Regions from separate parts of the Danio rerio genome. Here regions 2, 3 and 4 are each linked to region 1. A link is a contact called in public HiCAR-type and HiChIP or PLAC-seq data. All regions are on one chromosome and are shown on one strand. Each heading gives the region's core, a stretch centred on a gene start, on an enhancer-like site or on the middle of the called end of the contact. The rest is flanking DNA. Distances are from core to core; before and after follow the strand shown. Region 1 holds the start of pcgf1 (polycomb group ring finger 1). Region 2 holds the start of fgf24 (fibroblast growth factor 24). Region 3 holds the start of npm1b (nucleophosmin 1b). Region 4 overlaps npm1b (nucleophosmin 1b).

The links. HiCAR-type assays count read pairs that join an accessible place to other places. HiChIP or PLAC-seq counts read pairs in DNA pulled down with a chosen protein or histone mark.
Region 2: an H3K4me3 HiChIP or PLAC-seq map of gastrula embryo shows a contact between it and region 1, with 5 times the contacts expected there. The contact joins the promoter of fgf24 here to the promoter of pcgf1 in region 1. A contact is called at or near these places in 1 of 18 Hi-C or Micro-C datasets (caudal fin) and 3 of 4 datasets of contacts at active chromatin or transcription factors (caudal fin, embryo and gastrula embryo).
Region 3: a HiCAR-type map of caudal fin shows a contact between it and region 1, with 6 times the contacts expected there. The contact joins the promoter of npm1b here to the promoter of pcgf1 in region 1. A contact is called at or near these places in 1 of 18 Hi-C or Micro-C datasets (caudal fin) and 2 of 4 datasets of contacts at active chromatin or transcription factors (caudal fin and embryo).
Region 4: a HiCAR-type map of caudal fin shows a contact between it and region 1, with 5 times the contacts expected there. The contact joins the enhancer-like site here to the promoter of pcgf1 in region 1. A contact is called at or near these places in 6 of 18 Hi-C or Micro-C datasets (caudal fin, embryo, fibroblasts and 2 more) and 2 of 4 datasets of contacts at active chromatin or transcription factors (caudal fin and embryo).

Annotation. Positions count from the first base shown.
Region 1 is chr14:5,935,415-5,941,779 of GRCz12tu, forward strand. It overlaps pcgf1 (polycomb group ring finger 1), which reads right to left and starts at 1,655. Exons shown (of 9, transcript NM_001007158.2): 1 at 1,518-1,655. The coding sequence starts at 1,604.
Region 2 is chr14:6,072,000-6,078,282 of GRCz12tu, forward strand. It overlaps fgf24 (fibroblast growth factor 24), which reads right to left and starts at 4,486. Exons shown (of 5, transcript NM_182871.3): 1 at 3,829-4,486; 2 at 3,596-3,632. The coding sequence starts at 3,860.
Region 3 is chr14:6,167,498-6,174,061 of GRCz12tu, forward strand. It overlaps npm1b (nucleophosmin 1b), which reads right to left and starts at 4,922. Exons shown (of 11, transcript NM_001166155.1): 1 at 4,846-4,922; 2 at 4,135-4,217; 3 at 3,624-3,743. The coding sequence starts at 4,894.
Region 4 is chr14:6,118,854-6,124,969 of GRCz12tu, forward strand. npm1b (nucleophosmin 1b) reads right to left here. Exons shown (of 11, transcript NM_001166155.1): 11 at 1,013-1,679. The coding sequence ends at 1,635. Among named protein-coding and RNA genes, the nearest start is that of fgf24, 45 kb to the left of the region's middle. Within about 2 kb of position 1,923, at least 4 of the 62 cell types and tissues checked have an H3K27ac peak or open chromatin away from gene starts, as enhancers often do.

The sequences.
Region 1 (6,365 bases), core at 405-2,904:
CCTCATATAAAGTACAAAACATGTTTACAGACTGATATTTTTCTGATCTCATGACTCTGTGGTCAGTTTTTTGGAAAAGATAAACACAAGTTTCAATATAATGTTAAGGTATACTTTCTATGCAAATTTATGTTATAAGTTTTTACTGCAAATGTCACATCCATAACGCTGGAATTGCTCATATTTTTGACTCTCCAGGAGCCAAAGACTGTTTACTTGAGCTTTATAAATCACGAAGGATCACAGTTTCAGCAGAGATTCTTGTTTAATATAGAGGTAAAGTTGGTTTTATATTCGCACATTCTTTCATTTAGAAGTCCCTATACTGTTTATTATGTTACTTTGAATATTCGATTGGAATTAGCATGCAAGTATGACTTCAAACAACATTAACACTATCTAATTCACTGTGAACAATATTGTACTTTGATCGTCATTTGCTGCTAATATGATTGTCCCATTTAGAATTTGCAAATAATACTTTTCTGAAATTATGTTATTTAAGAGAAAGTCTGAATATCCGAATATAAAACCAACTTTACCTCTATTTGTTTAATATCCTACTGAGAGAAAAAAAGTGACCTTGAATGGTCAGAGAGTCAGTAAAAAAACTATTTTTGACTGAACAGTCAAACTGCATGACTGCTTAAAAGTGAAAGGCAAACTAGATATGACCAAAGCAATTTCAACTGTAACAATTGCTTAATTAACTTAAAGCTAAATGATTAAGTATGTTTTTTTAAGACTTAAAAGCCACCCCTGACAACTGTGTGAGTTACAAAAGCGAATTCTGTTGCGTACAACTATCACACGCACGCTCATTTCACTTGGAGCGCGCTTCAGTTTTCAGCAAGTCAGGTGTCAAAATTGTAAACAAACCTGCCATTGGTTAAACGAACCACCAAAGTATCTCCGCGAGTGCGGGTTTAGTATCAATCACTGCCAGCACCACAAGCTACTGAATTAAACATGGAATCGATGTCGAGGTAAGAAAACGCCAAGACACACAAATGCACCTTAGGGGTCACATTACGTCCCATGACTGGATTCTGAAGTGAACGCATATCCCGTCAACACGGGCACGCGCTACAGTTAAAGCACGTTGCATTATATCATATCGATGCACTTGTTCGCTCGTAAGAGCCAGTGCGCATTAATAAACATGTGGGACATCAGATCGCAACACGAGACATGCAGGGTGACCGTTATATTAGTGCAGAGTTTTATCAGCGTGTTCAGTTTTGGAGTTGGGACAAACTACAGGGCACGAGCTTCGACCTGGACCAGATCTGACAAGAAAAGCCTCGCCACGGAGAACAAAAACACAATCGCTAGACACAGTGGATTGATTCTTCGCAACACTCACGCCTGCGCAGACACGCAGCTCGGGCTCGCGCTCCATCTCTCGGCTTTCGCGCCACACAGATTATCGCTCCTCTCACGCGCGTTTACAGCACACGCGGGTGGAGAGCGGCGATGAACGGGACGCTGAAGCGATTTTTGTTTCTTTCACTCACCTCGTTTCTTAGAGGGTCGAGCTTGTAGACGTTCTGCAGCTGATTTCTTAGCCGCATAGCTATCGCCATCGGACCTTGCTCCGCCATCTTTGGGAATTCTGCATACTTCCGGGTAACGGGAGAGTGGGTGAGTTCGGTCGCTGAGAGGCGGGGGGACCTGCTGGTTCTTCCACACACAATCATTTCCATCCCACGCTGACATTATCACCGGGTCTTTCGAAAGCTGCAACTCACAGTAACATAATTGTGAAAGTGGTAGTTGACAGCGTAATAGGCTTCCCACTGTCAGGAACAGATTTCAGACGGAATTTAAACGGAGGTTAACTAAATTAGATATTAAAGTAAATTAAAGTGAATAAATTGCGAATCTGCCATTGAAAAACCCATTATGAGCACTTAATTTTTTTTAACATGAACCTTTTTTTTTGGTTGAAGACTTGATACTAAAACCATTTGAGATGATTTTCCTCCTCTTATAGCTTGTTTCTTAAAACCATAATATTGCATTATTATAATTATGTCACTTTGTTGCTGTTAAATCTGAGTGAAATGAGGATTTTTATTTAAATGATGTAAAACAACTGTGTATTTGTTCTAGTAAGCAGTCAATTTTTTGACAAAATGAATCGAATAAGTGCTAAAAGATATGCATGAGCAGTATTAATTAAAATAGCAGCCTAATATTTCACTTATTTTGCTGGAAATTATAAAAACAAGCATGAATTTTGTAAAGATTCTTGCCCCTTTGGTTGAGTTTGACCAATTACAAACACCTTTTCTTCCTTATGGTTTTTATTTGTTATAACTTTGGCAGTCAGGCAACACAGTGGCTCAGTGGGTGGCACAATCGCCTCACAGCAAGAAGGTCACTGGTTAGACTCTCTGCTGGGTCAGTTGGCATTTCTGTTTGGAGTCTGCATGTTCTCCCTGTGTTCTAGTGGGTTTCCTCCGGGTACTTCAGTTTCAAGTCCAAAGACATGCGCTATTGGTGTATTGGTTAAGCTAAGTTTCCGTAGTGTGTGATTGAGTGTGTATGGATGTTTCCCGGTGATGGGTTGCTGCTGGAAGGACATCCGCCGTGGAAAACATATGCTGGATAGTTTGGCGGTTCATTCTGCTGTGGCGACGCCAGATTAATAGAGACTAAGCGGAAAAGAAAATGAATGAACTTTGGCAGTTTGTTTTTTTTTCAGGTCTGACCAATTATTATGTGACAATAATTTACCATTATCAGCATCAATAATCAGCAGCACAACAACACTTTATTTTATTTTTCACTTTGTTTAACAGTTCAAAAAAGAAATCCAAAAGTTTACATTCTTAATCACCTGTTTCTAAATGGTCTGTCTCTAAAAGGGAGGGCGACGTATACCCCCCCAGTATGTATATATATATATATATATATATATATATATATATATATATATATATATATATATATATATATATATATATAATCATTATAATATTTATATATATATATATATATATATATATATATATATATATATATATATATTTATTTATATTTATATATATCATTATAATATTTATATATATCATTATAATATTTATATTGTATAATAAATGATTATCAGCCCAGCCCTATCTACTTGTGTATAAGTGTGACGAGGTCGACGTGGAGCGGCTTCCAGGTCCAAGCGCTATATCAAACTGTATGGGGAGATTTATTAAATGATAATAATAAATGTTTACAAAGTGATGTAATACTTTCGAAAATCATGAATATATATATCCATGCTTAATATCAGATGACCAGAAAGTGATTAATTTTTATAAATTCTTAACATTTTGGTATTTGTGATGCAGCAAGTCCAGAGATTGTTGTGTACACTAAAATTTACTTTAATGTGTGATATGACTAAAAAGTGGTCATGAACAAAATATTTTCCTAATTCAAATGAGTGGCGGCTTGCACCCGGAAACAGTATTCCATACGTCACCGATACGTCACAACTTAAAAAGCGGATAATGATATATACTTATATGAATCATCTAATTAACCTTTTTCTCTTTCTTTTCCTGGAAGGGTTCCTTGGATGTGAAAGGTTCTTTTTTATGAAACCATTAGTTCAATATGAAAAAATAAAAAATATATGTGTTTTTAAGAGTTTTGAGTGCTGTAAGAATATGTATTACCAATTACCATGTTTATTTTTACTGCAACATTTCAGCTGTCATTGAGTGCAGATGTCACATTCTTAGTTCTTGAATGTGTCACACACAACCAGTTTAGTGGATTGTTGCATAACTGTTTGTTTATCACTCGGCTAATAACATTAAAATGTTTTCTTTCCTAAAACCATAATGATGACAAGAAGTCTGTAAAACTAATATTGTGAAAGGGCAATATCCCTCAGCATATACAATTTTTAACAGTTCAACCATTGTACATTTTCTTTTTAAGACCAAAAATTGAAAATTACTTGCCCTCAATTGGTTCCATAAATGTTTGAGTTTCATTTTGCTGTTGAAAGCAAAATATTATTTTTAGAAAATGTTGGAGACCTGTAACTATTGACTTCCATAGAAAACAAATAATATGAAAGTCAATGGTTACAGGTTTCTGACATTTTTCAAAATAACTTATTCTGTGTTAATGTTTGTGACAAGTGAAGGGTTAGTACATGATGACCAAATTTTCAGTTTTGGGTAACTATTGCTTATACAATTTGATTGCTTCTTATACATTTGATTGTAGCTGTCTAATTTGATTGATTGCTTCCTGAAAAGCTATTTTAAGGTTAACACAACTGAATGATACAAGTTGTCTATAGACCTTACTTATTTAACCAATTTAAAACAACGGTCTTTAAATAGCTAGTTGGCCATGCGTTGAAAAGGTGTAATGCTGCAACATAACCACTAGATGTCCCTGTTCACTTTAACGTTGCTATCGGAGATTCCTGTAATGCTTCAGAAGCAAGAGAACAGCCCACACTTGTTCTACAGCTCAAAGTCTGGTTTCTGCTCTTTTTCATGACTTTTGGAATTTAGCAAATGCACATTCATCATGATTGGTTGCAATTCAAGTTTATTTCTGAACACAATCACATGCGTCTTAAAAACCTTCAGTAGTGGTTAATTATTACCACACAAATGGGGAAATGTTTGATTGTCTTTTTGCAGTTTGTAGATAGTTGGTCTGCACAAGTAATGAAAAAAGCATTTAACTTTTTTTTTTCTTGTGTTTGAAAATTCATTGCACAACATAAAAGATGGGTTGCTTAAACCCAAAGCTGCATTAAATATGGACGAATCCAACAGTTTGGTTTGAAAAATATCATTTAAATAAAAACAAATAACCCTACATTGGGTTTGTATATACAGCATTTCTTTTAGTGTGTAGAACAAAGTATCTTTATGTGCATTGTTTTCCTCATTTTATCCAATACTTTCTCATAGGTGGTCTATTTTGTCTTACCTGTCAAAACCTATTAGAATTAATCCTGTTTTTACCTGTTTGGACTCGATGAGTACTTTACACAAAAGAAACAAGATCTCATCTCGACTGTCATTGTGATCCTGAATGAAGCACTGTTTAACTCGGCAGCAACTGGAGAAATCATATACGTTTTTAACACTGCAAGTCTGAACTGTGAAGCTGTGTTCTCTCTTAACAAAGACATCTGATGGGGTCATCGCACATCTGAGTGACAACACCTGACTCCACATACAAATCACGCCTTTGGGGCGGACAGAACACAACCACAGACTGTGACGATAGCTGAATGCATCAAAGAGAAGAAAGAGACGCCGATCCCTTTGGCGCACTGTGGCATTTGTTTCTACACCTTTATGAACAGTTGTTGTTGCATTTTGTCTAGACACTTATCAATCCCTCTCGCTAGCATCTAAAATAAAACAACAATCTGATCGTTTCACCTGCCTATCAAAGTGAGGAAGATAAAGTAAACTAATGTCCAATACCTGGAGTGGTTTCCATTGGATGGAGATATCCAGTACAGAAGTTTTAATGAACGCATGTCATGGAAATCACAGGCTGATACAATACTTGTTGAGATTCATTCATGTGAGGGAGAAGAACCAGAGCATGTTTTACTGAAGCAATTGCAATCGCCGACCGCCTGCACCCTGAACCCAAGCCAGATCTTGATAAGTGGAAACAATCCGTCTCATTGATTCATTAAAAAGCTGCTTTATTTTCCTCACCGCTAAGATGTGTAAGAGCTCACAAAGGATGACTGGAGATATGTAACCGGTGGAGTGAGTTTTAGATATTCTTCAAACAAAGAGTCTTGCCCAAAAATCGAAATGAATTGTCTGAGATTCCAAAAGGGATTCCACAACACTTATCTGAGATGCTATTTCCTCCTGAATTAAGGGATTTAGTGTGTCTCCTGCGAGGAAAAAGAGAAAAGGAAAAGGCTGTCATGCTGATTTCAGCGCCCCTGGCCTGTAGACCTGTTCGCTCAAAGCTCCAAAAACAACCAAACAAACATCCATACTGGGGAGGAGGCGCGCTTGCCAAGTCATGCCAGAGTGAGGCCTTCGGTTTGGGGCACACAGACTTTTGCCTCCCCTGTCCCAGAGCAATCAGAGCATGTAGGGACGGACACCAAACTTTTTGTTTTCGCCTGCTCCAGCAATTAGCTGCCAAGTGGCAAGCTAATGAAGATAACCCCCTCCAAGGCCTGATCCGCAGCCAGAGCGCTGACGACAGCTCAAAACACAAAGACTCTTACGGGAAGAACAGGGGGGAGTTCGGCATCATTTTATTGTTTTTATTTCTTTTTTTTATAAAATGGGTTGCTGCAATTCTGATCCGTCAGGCATGATTTAAAGCTTATAACATAAGCTTTAAAC
Region 2 (6,283 bases), core at 3,236-5,735, 140 kb after region 1:
TATTAGTACCTAAAAAGTACAAAAGTGTTCCTCTTAAAATTTTTAGGTTCTAATTTGTACCCTTGTGGTATTAATATGGACCTTTTAGGTACAAATATAAACCTTTCGAATAGGTACCACGCCAGTGATAGCTCGCATACCTTTATTTCTAAGAGTTTAACCTCTGAGCCATCGAGCCACCCCATTTAGATTAACTTTTTTTTGCAAACTTTAAGAGAGTTTGCATCCAATCGACATTACAGCTTCAGTAGCTGTTTTGATCCACCTATTTAATCTTAATTCATGATCAGAGGTAGTTGTACACTCATACTTGCACCATATTTCTTGGAAACAAAGATATACAGTGTCTATTTATATTGCTGTATCAAGTATGCATCAATCTGTTTTATTAATGTTGGTGAGTTTTCGGTCAATTGATTTATAATAATTAACTTACGATCTGTGTTATTGGTATAACAAGCATACAGTTGAAGTCTGAATTACTAGCCCCCCTGTATATTTTTCCCCTAATTTCTGTTTGAAAGAAAGCTGATTTTTTCAACACATTTACAAACACAATAGTTTTAATAACTCATTTCTAATAACTGATTTATTTCATCTTTGCTATGATGACAGTACATAATATTTGACTAGATATTTTTCAGATACTAGTATTCAGCCTTTAAGACTTAATTCGATTAACTAGGCAAGTCAGGGTAATTAGGCAAGTCATTGTATAACAGTGGTTTGTTCTGTAGACAATTAAAAACAAAAATACTTAGGAAGGCTTATAATATTCACCTTTAAAAATAAAAAAAAAACTGCTTTTATTCTAGCCGAAATAAAACAAATAAGACTTTCTCCAAAACCAAAAATATTATAGAAGATACTGTGCAAAACTCCCTGCTTTGTTAAACTTGAATTGGAAAATATTTGAAAAACAATCACAGTAGGGCAAATAATTTGACTTCTACTGTACCTGTAGCCAAAGCTCTTTTATATAGTGATACAGTACAGCAATATTCAATATACATCACATTCTGGGGCTTATTTAAAGTCTGCTAATGGTAATTTGTTAAATCCAATGAGCTGTCTTTTAATATTTGATGGATGATCTGTGAGGAGAATAAAGCCTCCTCAATATCCAAATTATTTAAACATTTCTCTGATTGTTTAACAGAAGTTATTCCCATAATTTATGCAATGCAGCAGGGGCAAAGCAAAAAAAGGGTGTATACTAAGTGTTTATCAGTGACCTGAAGAAGTACTACACTCATCCTTACACAGAAAGCAGGCTGTTCCACACTAAAGCTTTGTTTGCGCCAACCGCTTTGGAACAAAACTGATGGTGCAGAATTATATAACCGCCACGGGTCTCGTTTCTTCAAACCGGCGGCTTTTGTTCCTGGTTCGAGGGGTGATCGGCCCCTTCTGTTACGACACTCTGATTCAAGTTTTATAATCGCTATGCCTTGACCCATTTGCCAAAAGAACAAATAAATAAAATAAAAGGCTCTTATTTAGTTTTTCCCGCCTTGTGAGGAATATACGTACATCTGTCAGCAAAGACGGATCTTGAGAAACTGCACATATCTTATTACACTCTTGTTAAGGTATATTTTGTTGGCACAGTTTAAAGGATTAGTCACTTTCTTCAGAGTCTTTTGAAAGCCTGAGATCGCACCTGGTCTTAACCTATAATGACATCTCAAAGGAATTGCAAGTTGTTTGGTCATTTAGCTGCCTTAGATTTACCGTTTTGTTAATTTTATTTCACCAACAAACCTATCTGTGTGGGGTTTTAATCAATCTAATCCTTATTTCAAGTCATGCATTGCTTATTTCAGTCAATGTTTATGTTTATTTTAAAGTAGCTAGCCCTACAATTTTTTGTTGTTGTTTTTGGTTTAATCTTAGTTTATTCAATTGAAGTTGCTTTTAATTTCATGATTACGTAAGAAAGACAGAGCAATCTGTTTTGTCATCTAGCTGTTTTCATTTTTAAAAACATTGAATTTATTATTAGCCCCCCTTTGATTTTTTATTTTCTTTTTTAAATATTTACTAAATGATGTGTAACAGAGCAAGGAAATTTTCACAGTATGTCTGATAATATTTTTTCTTCTGGAGAAAGTCTTATTTGTTTTATTTCGGCTAGAATAAAAGCAGTTCTTAATTTTTTAAACACCATTTTAAGGTCAAAATTGTTAGCCCCCTTATACCATAAATTTTTCTTTTCGATAGTCCAATAACTTGCCTAATTAACCTAACCTAATTAACCTAATTAATCATTTAAATTGCCCTTTAATCTGTATAGAAGTGTCTTAAAAAATATCTAGTCAAATATTATTTACTGTCATCATGACAAAGATAAAATAAATCGGTTATTAGAAATGAGTTATTAAAACTATTATTTTTAGAAATGTGCTAAAAAATATTCTCTCTTTTAAACAGAAATTTGGGGGAAAAAATAAACAATAATTCTGCTAATAATTCTGACTTCAACTGTATTTATATGTATAATATTTTTTTTATGTTTATATAGACATATAGACATACATTTTTATAAAGACATACTGTATGAGCACATAATTGTACGTTTATGTATATAAAGATAGTTTAATCATGGACTATCAAAAAATATATGGCTTAAAGGGGCTAATAATTTTGACCTTAATAATTTTGACCTTAAAATGGTTTTTAAAAAATTAAGAACTGCTTTTATTCTAGCCGAAATAAAACAAATAAGACTTTCTCCAGAAGAAAAAATATTATCAGACACACTGTAAAAATTTCCTTGCTCTGTTAAACATTATTTGGGAATTATTTAAAAAAGAAAAACATATCAAAGGGGCCAAGTAATTCTGACTTCAACTGAATGAGCATTTTTCTCAGCCTTCTGTGTTTATGTTCAGTTATTTCACTTTAAAGGCAATAAAAATAACATATTATTTGCTCTAAAATTCAAATTACTGAACCTACACACAATAGCTTGGAAAAAAAATGCTAATTTTATAGCAAAAATTCATATGGCACTTAGAGCTTTTTGTATATGAACTCTTCAAATTAAAACAAAAAACAAATTATCTGTCAGTCTTGTCTTAATGTTCTTTTCTTTTAATTTCATGGCAGACAACAGTGTTCATCCTTTTGCATGTTAAATAAACGTAGCACAAAACCAGAAGGTCACGAGTTCATTAAAAAACAAAATGCACATATCACGTACGTCAATCTCCAGCGTTAAATCTCTCAAAACGAACTGTTTACTAACTGTTCTGAAAGATACAATGATGCTTTGGACGAGCACGAGCCGTATTGTTAGAAACTGACAAGTTTAATTTTCTCCAGGCTGAATAAAACACAAGGACGCACAAATGCAAAACCCAGACGTGTTTTTAGAGAAGAGAGAAATTCTATTCCCCTGGCAAGACCACCAACAAATCCAAAGTCACTTTTTAATTTCACAGCCTCTGGGGTGTAGATTTCCCATGCGCCTGCTTTCAAAAACCTTAAGACAACAAATTAAACAAGCTTTGTGTTTGCGCACCGGCGGCGCATCCTCATAATCCCCGCATTAACCCAGATTCACGATGACAATCAAAACAGCCAGACTTACCTGCAACTGGAAGTAGAGCACCAGCAAATGTAAACACCTGGAAAGAGAAGAAGAAGAGGGGGAATGAGAGGGAGAGACAGAAGGGAAGTAAGGAGGGGTGAATCACAAGCAATTACACCAGATATAAAAAAAAAATGTAGCCGTACATCTTAAGGCTGGCTTTGAGCGACTTCTATTGGCAAGAATGCAGGAGCTCAAAGCGAATCAAATATATTATTAAGAATGTTCCTTACACGTAGATGAACCTTGACGGCAGAACAGACATCTTGGTCAAATACACCTGTTTCCAGCGTTTGCCGCTCCAGTAAGTGGCGCGCGGAGCCCCGCCAGTGTCTCACAAACAAAACCCCGGAGGAGAGGTGCAATCCCAGGGAAAACAGAGATGAGGGAAGCGTAAATGTGCCGCTGGAAGCAGCATGAGGCTGTTTCGCGTTTGAAAAGAGATCGGAACAAACGCAAAACGACGTCTCCCCGGTGGTGTCCGCGCGCGCTGCGCTCTCTCGCCAAAGCGCGCAAAGATTGAATCGGTTAAAGGTTCAATCGGGGTGTCTCCTTCTCGGCGAACAATCCGTGAACTTCACTGCTTCTTCTCGATCCAGCACGCGATATAAAAACGATATAAATCCTGCTCGTACCTGCTGAAGACACCTGAAAGCGCGCGCCTCATTCCAAGCGTCCCGTGTGCCCGCTGTTCAAGAGGAAAACTTTCCCAACTAGTCCTAAAGTTGTCAGGATAGATGATCTTTTTTTTCGAGAAGTCTCTTCTTTACATTTTCTTTACTGTTATCCGGGTGGTTTGTACAGGGAAAGTCGCGTGGCAAATCCTGGATGAGCGCTGGATGATGGTACAGGACTGTGTATGTCTGTGTGCTGCGGAGGGCTGGAGCGCACTGAGGGGTTTTGGGTTGGTGGTGGGTGGAAACCTGTCAGTGGTTTTGCACCTGATAGGGTGATCCGAGAGAGTCCATCGGTGCGCGGAATGCGCTTTCCCTCAGTCTGGGCGCCGCTTGCTTTGCGCTTCTCCGACTTTCTCGAGCTCGTTCGTCGAGTCGATGCGATTCTGTGAGAATTCCTGGCGGATTTCACATGCGAACTCGTAAACAGGTGCATTTCAGTTGAGCAAAACCAGACACGCGGGCTTGAGATAACCAAATTCTCATCTGATGGGGTAAAGAGAAAGAGGCGTTACACTTGTGCGAAGCTAAAAATACATATACTGACAATCAATGTTTTTTTATTGCCGATAATATTCATTAAAGGTCGGTTATGGATTCATGCAGTGTACTAAAAAAGTCTACAACACTGTAAAACCCAATAAGTTAAGGTAACTCAAACCATTTGAGGAAACCGATTGCGACAAACCATTTAGGTTCAAAAACTAAGCCCAATGAGTACTGTGAACTTAATCCATTTGAGTAAACGAAGCAATTTGAGCATAAACCCGATAAATAAAGAGAACTCAAACAACTGAGTACTGTAAAACCCAATAATTTAAGGCAACTCAAACCATTTGAGGAAATCGATTGCAACAAACCATTTGAGTAAAAAAAAAAAAAAACTAATCTATATGTGAACCTGCTCCATTTAAGTTAAAGTAATCAGGTACCTTCAACACTGAGTTCAAAACTCTTTTCAAATGAGTAAAATTAACTTTCAGTAAATTTTGAGTTAACTACACTCATTTCATTTGATAAATTTGACTGTTGGGTTTTACAGTGTTTAAATTTAATAGTGAGTGAGCCAGTGAGTATATATATATATATATATATATATATATATATATATATATATATATATATATATATATATATATAGTGACACTGCTTCGGCAAGCTGTTTTTTTTTATCTAAATGCACTTAAAAAATACTAAAATGTAATTCAGAGTACCATAATTTCAAATATCCAAAATAAATAAATAAACAAATAAATAAATAAACAAATAAATAAATAAATAAATCCTGTCATGTATTTAGAACAACAATTTTAATGACATATTAAAAGCCCTGGATTTTAATACGTTGATATTTCCGGGCTTGTATGAAAAATCCGTAATTTTATGGTTTATTTTTTGGGGTGTCGGAAAAAAAAAACATAAAATAACAGCCTTTAAATTACAAAAAAATTACAGTAAAATAACAGAGGCTGAAATACAGTAATTTACTGTAAAGTAACAGTGGCTGAATTACATAAATTTACCAGAAATTAAAATTTCTTTTTACATTTTACATTTTTTACATTTCTGTAATTTAACAGCCGTTATTTTACTTTTTTTTCCCCGACACCCCAGGAAATAAACCATTAAATTTACAGATTTTTTTTTTCATTTCAAATCTTTATACTTTGCCACTATGTTTCAAACAACTAGGTTGTACCAAAATTTGTCAGAAATGCCCTTTTTTATTATGCATATTATAATTCATGTAAATTGTAATAACATTACTTTGAATTATTCCTTGTTCTTATATATTTTATTAAGCAAAAGTTAGAGTATGTATAATAATTAAATAGTGCCTACACACACACACACACACACACACACACACATATATATATATATATATATATATATATATATATATATATATACAGATTGAACACAATTGAACTCATATTTTTGACATTTTATTTGATGCATTTTACTGTATTTTTTACACCTATACAGCAACATATTTCTTAAAGAGACAGTT
Region 3 (6,564 bases), core at 3,672-6,171, 240 kb after region 1:
AACTCCACCCACTAATCTACTCATACCAGAACACAAAGAGTTGCAAACACATTCGCATTAAGTCATAAAACGCAGATTCCTCCCAGAGCTCTTTGGAAATGTTCATATTTTCCGTTGCTGATATAAAACAGAGGCTAATATGTGCTGATGTCATGGAGCGCTCCTCGCCTTCCGTCCTGATGATGCAACGCAGGCCTTGCCCCTTTTAAAAACAAGCTGTCAATCACAAGTTGACCAGCCTCGGCACAGCTGGAATTTTTATTAGACGCATTCTCAAAATACCACAGAACACCCAAACATGCCAGAGTATAAACTAGATTCATGGTGTTACCGAGGGCATAATAACACTTAAAGGTGCAGTAGGTGATTGTCTTCAGAAGCATTTTGTGTTGTGCTGGTTGAAAGTCTCGTCACAATTCAATAGTAATAATTTAAGTAAATGATCTAAATGTATTTATATGTATTTTTATATTTTGGGTAAGGCATAAAACTAAAAAATGTTCATCCAATTAAATAGAGTCAGACCGACATCTCTCATAATTCCGATAAGTAGGCAAAACTGTCTGTCAGCAAATGCAGAGTTGAACAACTGCGCAGCCGTTTGTACGCATCCTCACCGACCGCTGTTGGTGCCACACGTTCAAGAGAGAAGGCGCGCGCGATCGGTGAAAACCTGCCGAATCGAAACTTTTTAAAAACCTGAATCAATATTGGAGTTACCTTTGCACGCTGGAAAAAGGATGAAACAATGGTTGAAGGATTTCTCTTAGCAAGTGCTGTTTTGTTTTAAAACTATTTGAGCTTCACGTAAAGCTGATGTAACGTTAGATGTTGTTACAAATGGATTATATCTTCACAGAACTGTCGTTCAGTCACTAAAATCTTCCGGTAAAAGATTGATAAGACTATTTTCCAGTTTCATAAGGGACCTTTTACAGCATCTATAATGTAGATTTTAATTAGTTTAACAACAAAACACAAGTAAATAGCGCTATTCCGCCTAGTCTCTCCCTGTATTGTTTACCATGCAACTCTAAATATTCACTCTGAAATAGCATGTCAGTTTGGCTTTCTCGCCGTCGGACAAGCACTAGTCGCTTTTAAACACATGAGAGAGGGTTCTTTTGCTGTGCTCGTATTTAGGGAGGTGTGGCTCTAGACGGCAGGGGAGGGAGTGTGATTCAGAGATTTATGCTAAGCTGTTAGCATTGTGAAAGATCACCTACTGCACCTTTGGCAGATAAGTGCATGCAGCAATATTAGAATACTGAAGATGTGTGATTTAATAATGATTAAGTGTTAACAACTGAACTAAATATAATAGAATATTGTAAAAAATTGCAATGAGGTCCCACTAATTAACTAACCATTGTTATGGTATATTTTATTTATTTAATAATGATAATAATTCTTAATACTGTTACTCTATATTATTTGAAAATGTTTAACACCACAAATGGTTTTTAAGTGCTTTTTCCACAAAGTTACAAAAAACTAAACAAAATCGTACTTAGAGATGTTGTATTAATTATAAAAAAATGACTTCTTATAATTGATGAACAAGTATTTCAAACCACACTGAACTGAGCTAAACTGAACTGAACTTAAACACTAAAAACTGAACTACCCTGATCCAGTTACAGGGCTCGAAATTAACTTTTTTACTTGGTAGCACCGGTGCTCTCAACTTCAAATATTTAGGAGCACCAAAAAAATTTAGGAGCACCAGAAAAAATTTAGGAGCACCAGAAAAAATTTAGGAGCACCCATCAAAAATGAATGAGCACTGCTGCTGTATTTTAAAACAACATCAACAGGACTAACAAAAAACAGAAACAACTATCTTTGTGATGACATTGATATTTGTGTGCAATAATTCTAAAATGAATGTCTAATAATTATAGAATATTAATGATGATGAAAATGACAATAATAGTAACAATGAATTACATTTCTCATTATGATGCTGCCTTAAATGACGTGCATGAATATCTGCTATAAAAAGTCTGTTACTTTATGAAAAATAAATGTATAGTTTGCATCAAACAAAAATGAAGCATTGCAGTAAGAAATATGGATTTTGTACTGCTGTTTTTATATGCATGTCAATTTAATAAATAATATTTCTGCTACAAAACAAACAAAATATTATAATAAATAATTCAATTCAAAGCTGAAAGCTGCAAAACAGTCATCAGTAAATAAATAAAAAATAATATACACCTCAAAAAAGAATAGACAAGATAAAGTAAGTAAAGTCTCACTTCTATCACTCTTTAAAAGTTTTGGTTTCAGTTTGTGTCAATTTAAAGGTTTAGTCTGAGCTCAGACTGGCTGATCTTCATTTTTCTGTGTTAGTGAAAAGCAGGCGAGTCAGCCGACCCAATTTATGAGCAGGCAGAGCAGTACTCTTGCGATGACCACCGACGCAATACCGTTCGTTGTTATGATGAGCCGCAGTTTCAGTGTAAACTTAGTAAAGGCGAGCTCCTTTGACGATGATATGTACAGTATTAGATTTGACTTTTAGCGGACATTTGCGCTGAACACGCAGTGAATGCAACGCATCGAGATTCGGGCACCTTCTCCGAAAAACACGTACTCGATTGATCTCAGCTGGCGGATCAATATTCACCACGTCATGATCGCTCTCATCTGCGCCCTCAACTTTAGATGGGGTTTGCAAACCTGTGTGCTTTAAGTTATTACTCTTCAGCCGTTTGTATTTCCCGTGGTCGTAAAAGCTCCTTCCTTGTCATCTAACAGCGGAAAGTCTTAAGGGATTGACAGCTAATAGGAACCAATATAGCGGCAGGGAAGAGCGATTCAGCACGTTTTTACAAAAAATCAAAACAGGTCGCACTACAACCATTATCTGTAGTCGCACTAATGCGCCAAAATATATTATTAGGTCGCATAGATTAATTTTCGGGCGCATATGTGACCAAAATGGTCGCAATTTCGAGCCCTGAGTTACTATGACCATTTATGTGAAGCTGATTTGATACAATCTACATTGTAAAAGCACTATACAAATAAAGCTGAATTGAATTGAATTACTTGGGGTGTGCAGGGTTTCCACATATTTTTCATTTCATAATTTATTAGATTTTTTCAAACTAATTTCATAGTAGATATCTAAATAAAGGTTCCATTCACAGTACTTCAATTACAATTTAATACTCTGACAATACTATTAAATACTAAAAGTCAGCTAAAAGTATAAAAATATTGAGCTAAATACTTGGAACTTAGAAAAAACTTGTTTTTTTTCTAAATTACATAAGATCCCAAATATCACTAGTTTATCGGCAAGATGTATTTTAAAGACGGAATAATATCAGCTGTTTACAAGGGTCTTCATTCATTCATTTTCCTTCGGCTTAGTCCCTTGTTTATCAAGGCTCGCCACAGCGGAATGGACCGCCAACTATTCCAGCATACGTTTTACGCAGCAGATGGCCTTCCAGCTGCAGCCCTGTACTGGGAAACCCCCAAACACTCTCACATTCACACACACACACTTGTAACAAAATTTTTTTTACACTGTGATGCTATTTACAAACTTTTTTACACCTGTTTATAACACAAAACCCAACGGAAATGAACTCTAGAACACTTACAGAAGGCAGAACGGATGGTTTCAATACAGCAAGTGTGATTTTGGTGGTTTTGCCATCGTAAGTCAATCCCTCCATCTCCACGGTGTGGAATTTATCCTCCGCCTCGGCACCCAAACACACCTGAGAACACGGGTGAAGAGGTGAGAGATGTGGTATTGCCAGTTTACAGACAATCAAAACGACTTGTCTGAAATATACAGTGCATCATTAGCATAGTGCCTCACAAAAGAAATACTGCTATGGCTTGTTATCATTTTCCTGTTCATTCATGTAATGCAGCTTTGACACAATCTATATTGTGATACAGAAAATAAGTGTTGTAAAACAGAATACAGCTGCACAAAATATTGTTTTAGCATCAATATCACAACTACACATTTCTAAAACTACTTTAAAAATTACAATTCCTGAGAAAAACTACTCAATTACAGTAATTGGAGTATTTGATATTACTTTACACCACTGCCTATATGGCAATATTAGACTTTTGTCAAATATTCATCTTCCTCACCGACTTAAGTGACAGCTGATGTTCAGCCTCATCATCATCCAGGTCAACTTTGTGCTCTTTCTTGTCAGCCTTTAACGAACAACCTACAGGAAGACAGCAAAACTAAATTGAGAATAAAGTTGGTTTTATATTCGCACATTCGTTAAGTGACAGCTCAGTTTTGTTTACCATGGTACTTTGATTATTCGGACTGAAATTACATGCAAGTATGACTTCAAAACAACATTATCATTATTTAATTGACTGTAAACATTGTAGTATTTTGATTGGCTGCTAATATGATTTCACTATTTAGAATTTGCAAAGAATACTTTTTTGAAATGATATTAAGATGAAAATATGAATGTGCGAATATAAAACCAACTTTACCTTAATCAAAAACTAATACTTTATTCAAAAATGTTGTAAACACGTGATAAACTTTAGAAAAACCCATTTTATGCAACCAAAAATCCCACAAAATAAACAACATCCTTTATAAATAGAAAATAAATACATGAAATATAACTATCCCCAGTCCTCCAGCCCATTATATCGCATATATAAACATTAGACTAAACACAAAGGCAGAGCCAATACATGTGGCTAGCTGCATTAGCCACAACTCTTGTATTACAGTGCAATGCAGCAGTAGGAGCTTATCGTTTGATTGCATATGACGAATTGTCGCATATATATGGTTATGCAACGTGTGATTTTAATTCAGCTCACCAAACAAATACATCTGGGGTCGGCTGAGGTCTTTAATGTTATCCTCCATTTTTGCGCGCACAGGTCCTGTTAAACGTAGTTCCGGCGTGTTGATTGACATCGAAATGGACGAATGAGAGTGTAGAAGTGGGCGGGCTTTCAATAGCGTCGTCCAATAGTATGCACGGTCGGTGATCATGTAAAGCCCTTTGTTTCTTTTTCGTGCGTCCACTACCTCGTTTGTCCTCACGATGGAGCCATTTGATAAATCCTCACTATATTTGCCTTGCAAAAACTATAGATATAAACACTAGATATCGCATAGGGACCCTGAGCATGCGTCATTAGCGCCGCCACATTGGTACAGTGCTCCCAGGACAAATGTCATTCAACCGCACTAGTCAAGACAGTGTTATTACGTGAAGACGCGGGACTTTAGCGCTGTCTACGGGTGTAGTAACGAGCAAACAAAGAAAATAAAGCACAAAGGCAAAACATTTCATAGGTAATATTGTGTTTTTTTCTGTTTTTGTATGTTCTGAACTTTTATGCTAATCAGGTAACGTTATTGAGGATAACAGTCACTTACTGCATTCACCATACGGCAAAGCAGCTCCAACTCGCACTAAACACTCGGCTTATGCTAGTTTTGTTGAATAAAATCAGCAAACAATGCAAAAGAAATATGACAACGAGATGCTGCGCTGCCAGAAACTTGTATTATTGTCGGCTAACGTTAGTGAAAGAGTCGTTCGGGGGATTCATTCACAAACGAATCGCTCCCTCCGTCAGTATGAGAAGTGAAAGCAGGAGAGGATGTGTGTTTCAGGACATGATTAGATCAAATTTAACAGGGAGGGTGAATAGTACATTTCTGTACACACAAACACAAGCTTTTTGTCAGGAATTCCCGTGCGGTCACTGATCTATCAATGTAGAAAAGTGATGTAAAATTATAATTTTTGTAATTAGAAAAAAAATTACATACTAACATCCAGGAAAACTCCCGATCACAGATATATGTGTATATGTGTATATCTCTGTCTTTGCATGGCCACAGTCCTCAATTGTACCGTGGTCCCGCATTCATTTCAAAGGAGCGCTACCCTGTAGCAAGATGGCGGCGCTATTGACGCACTCCGTCCAATAGACAACAATAGGCCAGGCGACATCTAGTCTATATATCTATGGCAAAAACGCCAAATCTTTTTTGTCTGCTCAACAACATCGTGTTGATTTGTGTTTTGTATGAGGATGGGTTTAATTAGCTGTGTGATTTTAGACATGTTTACATGCATCCCCAGATAATAAAACGATAGCATCATTATTAGTGCTAGTTATTGTTATTGTTAACTTAGTAGAAGTAGTAGTTAATAACTAACTAACTGACTTACTAAATAAATAAATAAACACCACCTTGGTTAGTTTATTACCTCGTTGCAAGGTTTTACTGTATTTTTTTCTATCATGTTTATTCAGTTTTAAACGCTTACTGTTAACAGCCATCTGCAGTATTCTAATATTGCTGAAAGTGTTATAATGTAGACAAAAAGTATTTAGAATCATTATTATTTGTAGTAGTAGTAATAATAATGAAAAATAATAACAATAATAACAACAACAAAAATAATAATAATAATAATAATAACAATAATAATAATATTAGAGTGATTTCTGAAGGATCATGGGATCATTATGTGTGTGTAATAAAGCTGAATATTCATATTTAAAGTCACTGGA
Region 4 (6,116 bases), core at 673-3,172, 180 kb after region 1:
GAGATAAACCAGCAGCAGCCAATATCAGTTTTATATTTAAGAGTGGCACTCACAAACTCATAACCAAGATCAGATTTTTTCAAAAAAAAAAAAAAAAAAAAAAACAATTGGTCTCAAAAATAATATAATGGTCATAAAAATACCCCTTGTTGTCTGTAAATATATGTATAGTGATTGTGTGTTTTTTAAAAATTACTTTTTGTAAAAAAATTATATAAAAAAATATATTATAATATTTATATGTTATAATATATAACATAAATTACAACATATAAACATATTTGTGTGTGTGTGTGTGTGTGTGTTTTAGCGTGTTTTCTTTTAATTAGAATTTATATTAATTAATTAAAACAAATTTGTAGTGTTTTTATTATAATTTTTATATGAATAATAATATAAAAAAAATATATATATATATATATAATTTTTTAATACTAAATTAATTATTATTATTTAATATATAATATTATTTAATATATTTATTATATTATTATTATTTTAATATTAAAATTATATGTATATATATGTATATATATATATATATATATATAATATATATATATATATATATATATATATATATATATATATATATATATATATATATATATATATATATATATATATATATTGCAAAAAATACACATTTTTGGTGTTTTTAATTTTTTTAAAATTATAATAAAAAACATGGTAAAAACACACAAGAAAATATATTTATATATTTTAGCGTTTATATATATAAACGCTATATATATTGTGTGTGTGTGTGTTTTTAGCCTGTTTTTTATTATAATTTTTAAATAAATATATATATTTAGTGTTTTAGAGTGTTTATTTATTCATAAATAAATAAAAAACACAAACACACAAAAATATATATATTTTTCTTAGCTGTTTTATTATACACACACACACACACACACACACACACACACACACACACACACACACACACACACACACACACACACACACACACACACACACACACACACACACATATATATATATATTATATTAGAAAAACAAAGATTATTTTTATGACCATTTACCTATTTTACATAAACATTTCCCCACTAATTTTACACTGACTCCTTTATATAATTAAAAAAATATATTCAAATAACTCAGTGTGTAAAAAAAAATGATTCTATGGTCTATAAATCTGACAATATTTCATTCACTTTTTTTGCTTTATGATAATGAGAAATGGGGAAAATGTTATTATGCACTAGGCATAAGTTTAAAATAGGATTAATTTACTTCAAACTAAACACTTTATTTTTATTTTCCACCCTCTTAACCAATTTTAATTAAATAAGATCTGGAAATGTTTGATAACAATTTTGTGAGTTACCAAGAGACACCTTTAAAAAGCATACCACTATAAGAAACCATTGAGGACCTAAAAAAAAAAAAAAAATCCATCATTTAAAAACAAAATAAAGAATATAAAAGATGATGCATGATATCTGTAACCCCTGCCGAGGACTCTTCTGCTCGACAGAGAAGAGCAGAGCAGGCGGATCGCATTAACACGGGAAGAGGCCAGAATCGTACAGCTGAAGTGCCGTTTACTGGCGAACCGCAGACTTCTGCTGCACTGGGACTGGACGGGGAGCGCAGAGCAGCCATTACTTTTTTAGTGATTGTACAAAGTTCCAAAGGTCTTTGATCACCTGTAAGAAAACAAATAGCAGAGAGAGAGAGAGAGAGAGAGAGAGAGAGAGAGAGAGAGGGAGGGGAAAAAGGATGAGCTGGTAAAGCTGGAACAGAGTTTCTCTGATGTAGCGACTCATTTAGATGCTTAATAATTAGAGCCGCGTGAGTCAGTTTGGACCAAAAGCTCCACATTAGCACAGTGTCTGGGGTAAAACTACAGCCCAGAGGAAGGGGGTGCAGTCGGTGTACATACCAGAGGGTATGACTAGTGCCTCTTTTTGACAAAGACATGTCTCACACCTCTTTGCCTGCTATGCTCCCTGGAAAACACACTCACGCTCGCACACACACACTGCACATCTGAGAGGACACCTGCACTGTGAAGACTCGCATGCCTTGTTTTAGTAGAGATGCACATGGCGCAATGCATCAAAGAGCTCATAACTCTTTACCGAGCGTAAAAAAACAACACAAAAACATGTCAACTCCGTTCCAAAACCTACTGTGCTGCCTTGCTGTCTTGTTTATGCATACATTTTGATCCATGTTTATGTTTCTTGCTTTACGTTTTGCTTTTTTTATTTGTTTAAAGCTGCTGTATGTATATTTAGGACTCTTTAAAGCAGGGGTCTCAAACTCAAATTGGCGGGGAGGCCATTTCAATGACTGACAATTCATAGAGGGTGGATTTAAAAGAGTGGAAACCTGACAAACAGTTGAAGTCAGAATTTTTAGCCCCCCTTTGAATTATTTTTTCTTTTAAAATGTTTCCCAAATGATGTTTGACAGAGCAAGGAAATTTTCACAGTATGTCTGATAATATTTTTTCTTCTAGAGAAAGTTTTATTTGCTTTATTTCAGCTAGAAATTATTAGTCAAAATTATTAGCCCCTTTAAACTATTTTTTTTTTTGATAGTCCACAGAACAAACCATCATTGTACAATAACTTGCCTAATTACCCTATCCTGCCTAGTTAATCTAATTAACCTAAATAAGCCTTTAAATGACACTTCAAGCTGTATAGAAGTGTCTTCAAAAATGTCTAGTCAAATATTATGGTTCCACTTTATTTTAAGTGGCCTTAACTACTATCTACTTGCATCAAAAAATAAATACAATGTACTTACTGTGTTCATAATGTATTTGAGAACACTTGTGGTGCTCTTGAGTTGGGATAGAGGTTGGGTTATGAACAGGTTTGGTGGTATGGGTAGGTTTAAGGGTGGGTTAAGGTGTAGGGAATGGTCAGCAGTGTATTTACAAATGTAATTACAGAAGTTAACTACAGATGTAAATACATACAGGTATTTAATCAAGCATAAGAACACAATAAATGCATGTATTTACACAATAAGTACATTGTAACAAACTATTAATTCCTGTGTAAGTACATATTAGTTAAGGGCACTTAATATAAAGTGACCAATATTATTTACTGTCATCATGGCAAAGATAAAATAAATCAGTTATTAGAGACGAGTAATTAAAACGATTATGTTTATAAATGTGTTGAAAAAACTCTTCTCCGTTAAACAGAAATTGGGGAAAAACTAAACAGGTGGGCTAATAATTCAGGGGGTCTAATAATTCTGACTTCAACTGTAATTGATGCATCTTACATTTACATTTAGTCATTTAGCAGACGCTTTTATCCAAAGCGACTTACAAATGAGGACAAGGAAGCAATTTACACAACCAAGAGCAACAATGAATAAGTGCTATAGGCAAGTTTCAGGTCTGTAAAGTCTAAGAAGGGAAGTATTAGTAGTAGTATTATTATTTTTTTTTATTATTATTATTTTTTTAGGACACCAGACATGGCGTTTATATTTCAAGCATTACCTGTCACCAGTGATGATGCAAATGAGCACATGGATTGTGTCACACAGCTGCTGAAATCTATCTGTGGCTGTTGTGTGTATGGCCGAGCATTAGACACACACTTTTCCACAGAGTTTATGCAGTCAAAACTTGATCTTTTTGTGTCTTGTTGTACATATTAAAGGGGGACTTTAAACTGTAATGAAAATACCATAAACAATAAGCATAACAATAGTTATTATTATTGTTCTGTCCCAACCAAAAGTTGCTAAACCAAACCAAAGGTTGAACAGATAAGAACAGCAAAAAGCAGTTTGGGAAACTTAAGTGAATTCACTGGCAATTGTTCTTCTTTACATCTTTTTATTTTACAGTATATCAAAGAAGGCAAAGTATGCACATATTTACTTTAACTTGTTCAATTCAACCAGCGGTACAATTTTATTAACGTACATTGTTTTCATACAAATCCAGACCAATCATTCACTTTTTAAAAAAAATGTCTAATCCACTTGTTTAATCCCGCATTTTTTCGCAGCTTCGTACGACAGAATTTCTCAAGCTCAAACTCTCGTGTGACTATGGTATAAGGCTTGATCGTCCAGCACACTGACTGGTAACCTGTGTTTAGGTCATGTGGTCGGAGGAGGGACAACGTTAAAATAAGTCTTATGCTGTGTTCACACCAGACGCAGAACGCGTGGATAAATCACGAAATTTGACGTAAATAGCCGCGTGAACATTCGAGTTTACTCGCTTCATACGCGCGTCAAACCACGCTTCATTCGCGTGTCAAATTCACATCAGAACAGACGCGGATTCCTGTGATGAGCAGGGCTTCTGTCTGCCCGAAGACTCTAGCTTCATAGCTAAATAGCTAACATGGATTTTATGAAGAAAAAAAACAGTGTTTATGTGCTTTATGAAGACTGAAAAACAGCGTCGATACGTTTAGGGTCGTGTCTGAGTCCACTACATTCTTTCAGAGGTGCATCCAGCTCTGTGAGCTCATAAACTCCTCCAGAAACTTAACCTGGATGACGGAGGCTTTCTGACTGAGCCAAGCCGAGTTTGATGAACAGGTTCTACGTCACAATCACGCCCCCACAAAAGCAAGCTCCTGATTGGTTAACGCGGCACAAATGAAAGCTGAAGTTCAGATTTTCGAAATCGAGAGATTCGCGCGAAACGCTCGTTAAGCACGTCAAATGCGCAAAACGCTCAATTCGGCCCGCGCCATTCGTGCAATTTGCAGAATTCGCCCCGCGCCATTCGCGCGTATCGCCCCTCAGGATGTCTATTCGCGCGTTTGCATTGACTTAACATGTAAATCACTTGCACTTGACGCTTGTTCCGCGTCTGGTGTGAACGCAGCATTATTTTGCATTTTGAATTTGGACTGCAATACCTAGCTCAACCACTAGAATTCTACTTACGGAACCTTTAAATATTCTAAAAATATATTCGTAAATAAAAAATCTTACACATACCTTAGGAACGGAACATTTTGCCAGTTTCAAAACTTTGACTTTTCCAAACCGGGGTATACCTTGAAAACAGTTATCGTGCCATGTCTATATAATACCATGGTTTTAGTATATATGGCACCAGCCAAAGTATGACAGTAAAGTTCAATGATTATTACGCCAGAATGAGAGTATAGTTCCAAGACATATCGACCTAGACAATAACAATGTTTATTTTTCCATCAGTTTCAGTAAACAGTGTAACTACAGAAAATTCATTTTTGGGTAAGATGCTAATGGTCTAATCCGATTCAATGGTTTATGCTAAGCTAAGCTAAACGAAAAGTGTTCCCGCCAGACTCAAAGATCAGCTGAATGGTTGCAAAAATGATTAAACTCAACTGTTGTAAATTGTAAAACTGATGTTAGTTGTAAAATGACACAATAAAAAATAGTGTTGCTTTAAACTATCCAAACTGTAACATAAAACAAGCTAGCTGTGAAAAAAGACGCAAGTTGTTTCGGATAAAAAGATTAAATTCTGAAAATGTGCTTAAATATACAGAAATAATATGACAAAGTAAAAATTATTAGGGTGCATTGAGACCTGGCCGTGTTTTTGTAAGATCCACCCCATTGGTACCACGTACACACACAGACACTCGCGCTGACATTTGCACTCTCTCAAGCGTAATTCATCCTGAGAGGGAAAAAAAAAAGAGGAGCTACAGCAGACATGATAGTGCGCTCGAGTTAAAAGAGAGATTTTTCTCTTTTGACCCAACCGTGGCCATTTGTGCGGGCTGCTTTAGACTACTGCAATATTTTAGGTCAACACCCAGCCTGACACATATGACTGCAAAAAAAAAAAAAAGAGCTCTAGACTAAAAGAGAGAAATGAGTGAACGAGGCATTTAAATCACAGCTAAAGATGTCAGTCCTGACAGCTCCCTCCTGTTCTTCTGAATGCTAAGAGGTCGATCAGTACATATTTCATTTGCTGATAAAAACAAGAGAGCGGCAGGAACATCTCAGTATGCCACCCCCCATCCTGGCCCACTAAGATGCTGAGGCCTATAATACGTTTATAGGGCATGAACAAAGAGAGTGCTTCACATAAAATTTTAAAGGGATAATTCACATTTAAATAAAACTTCTGACATCAA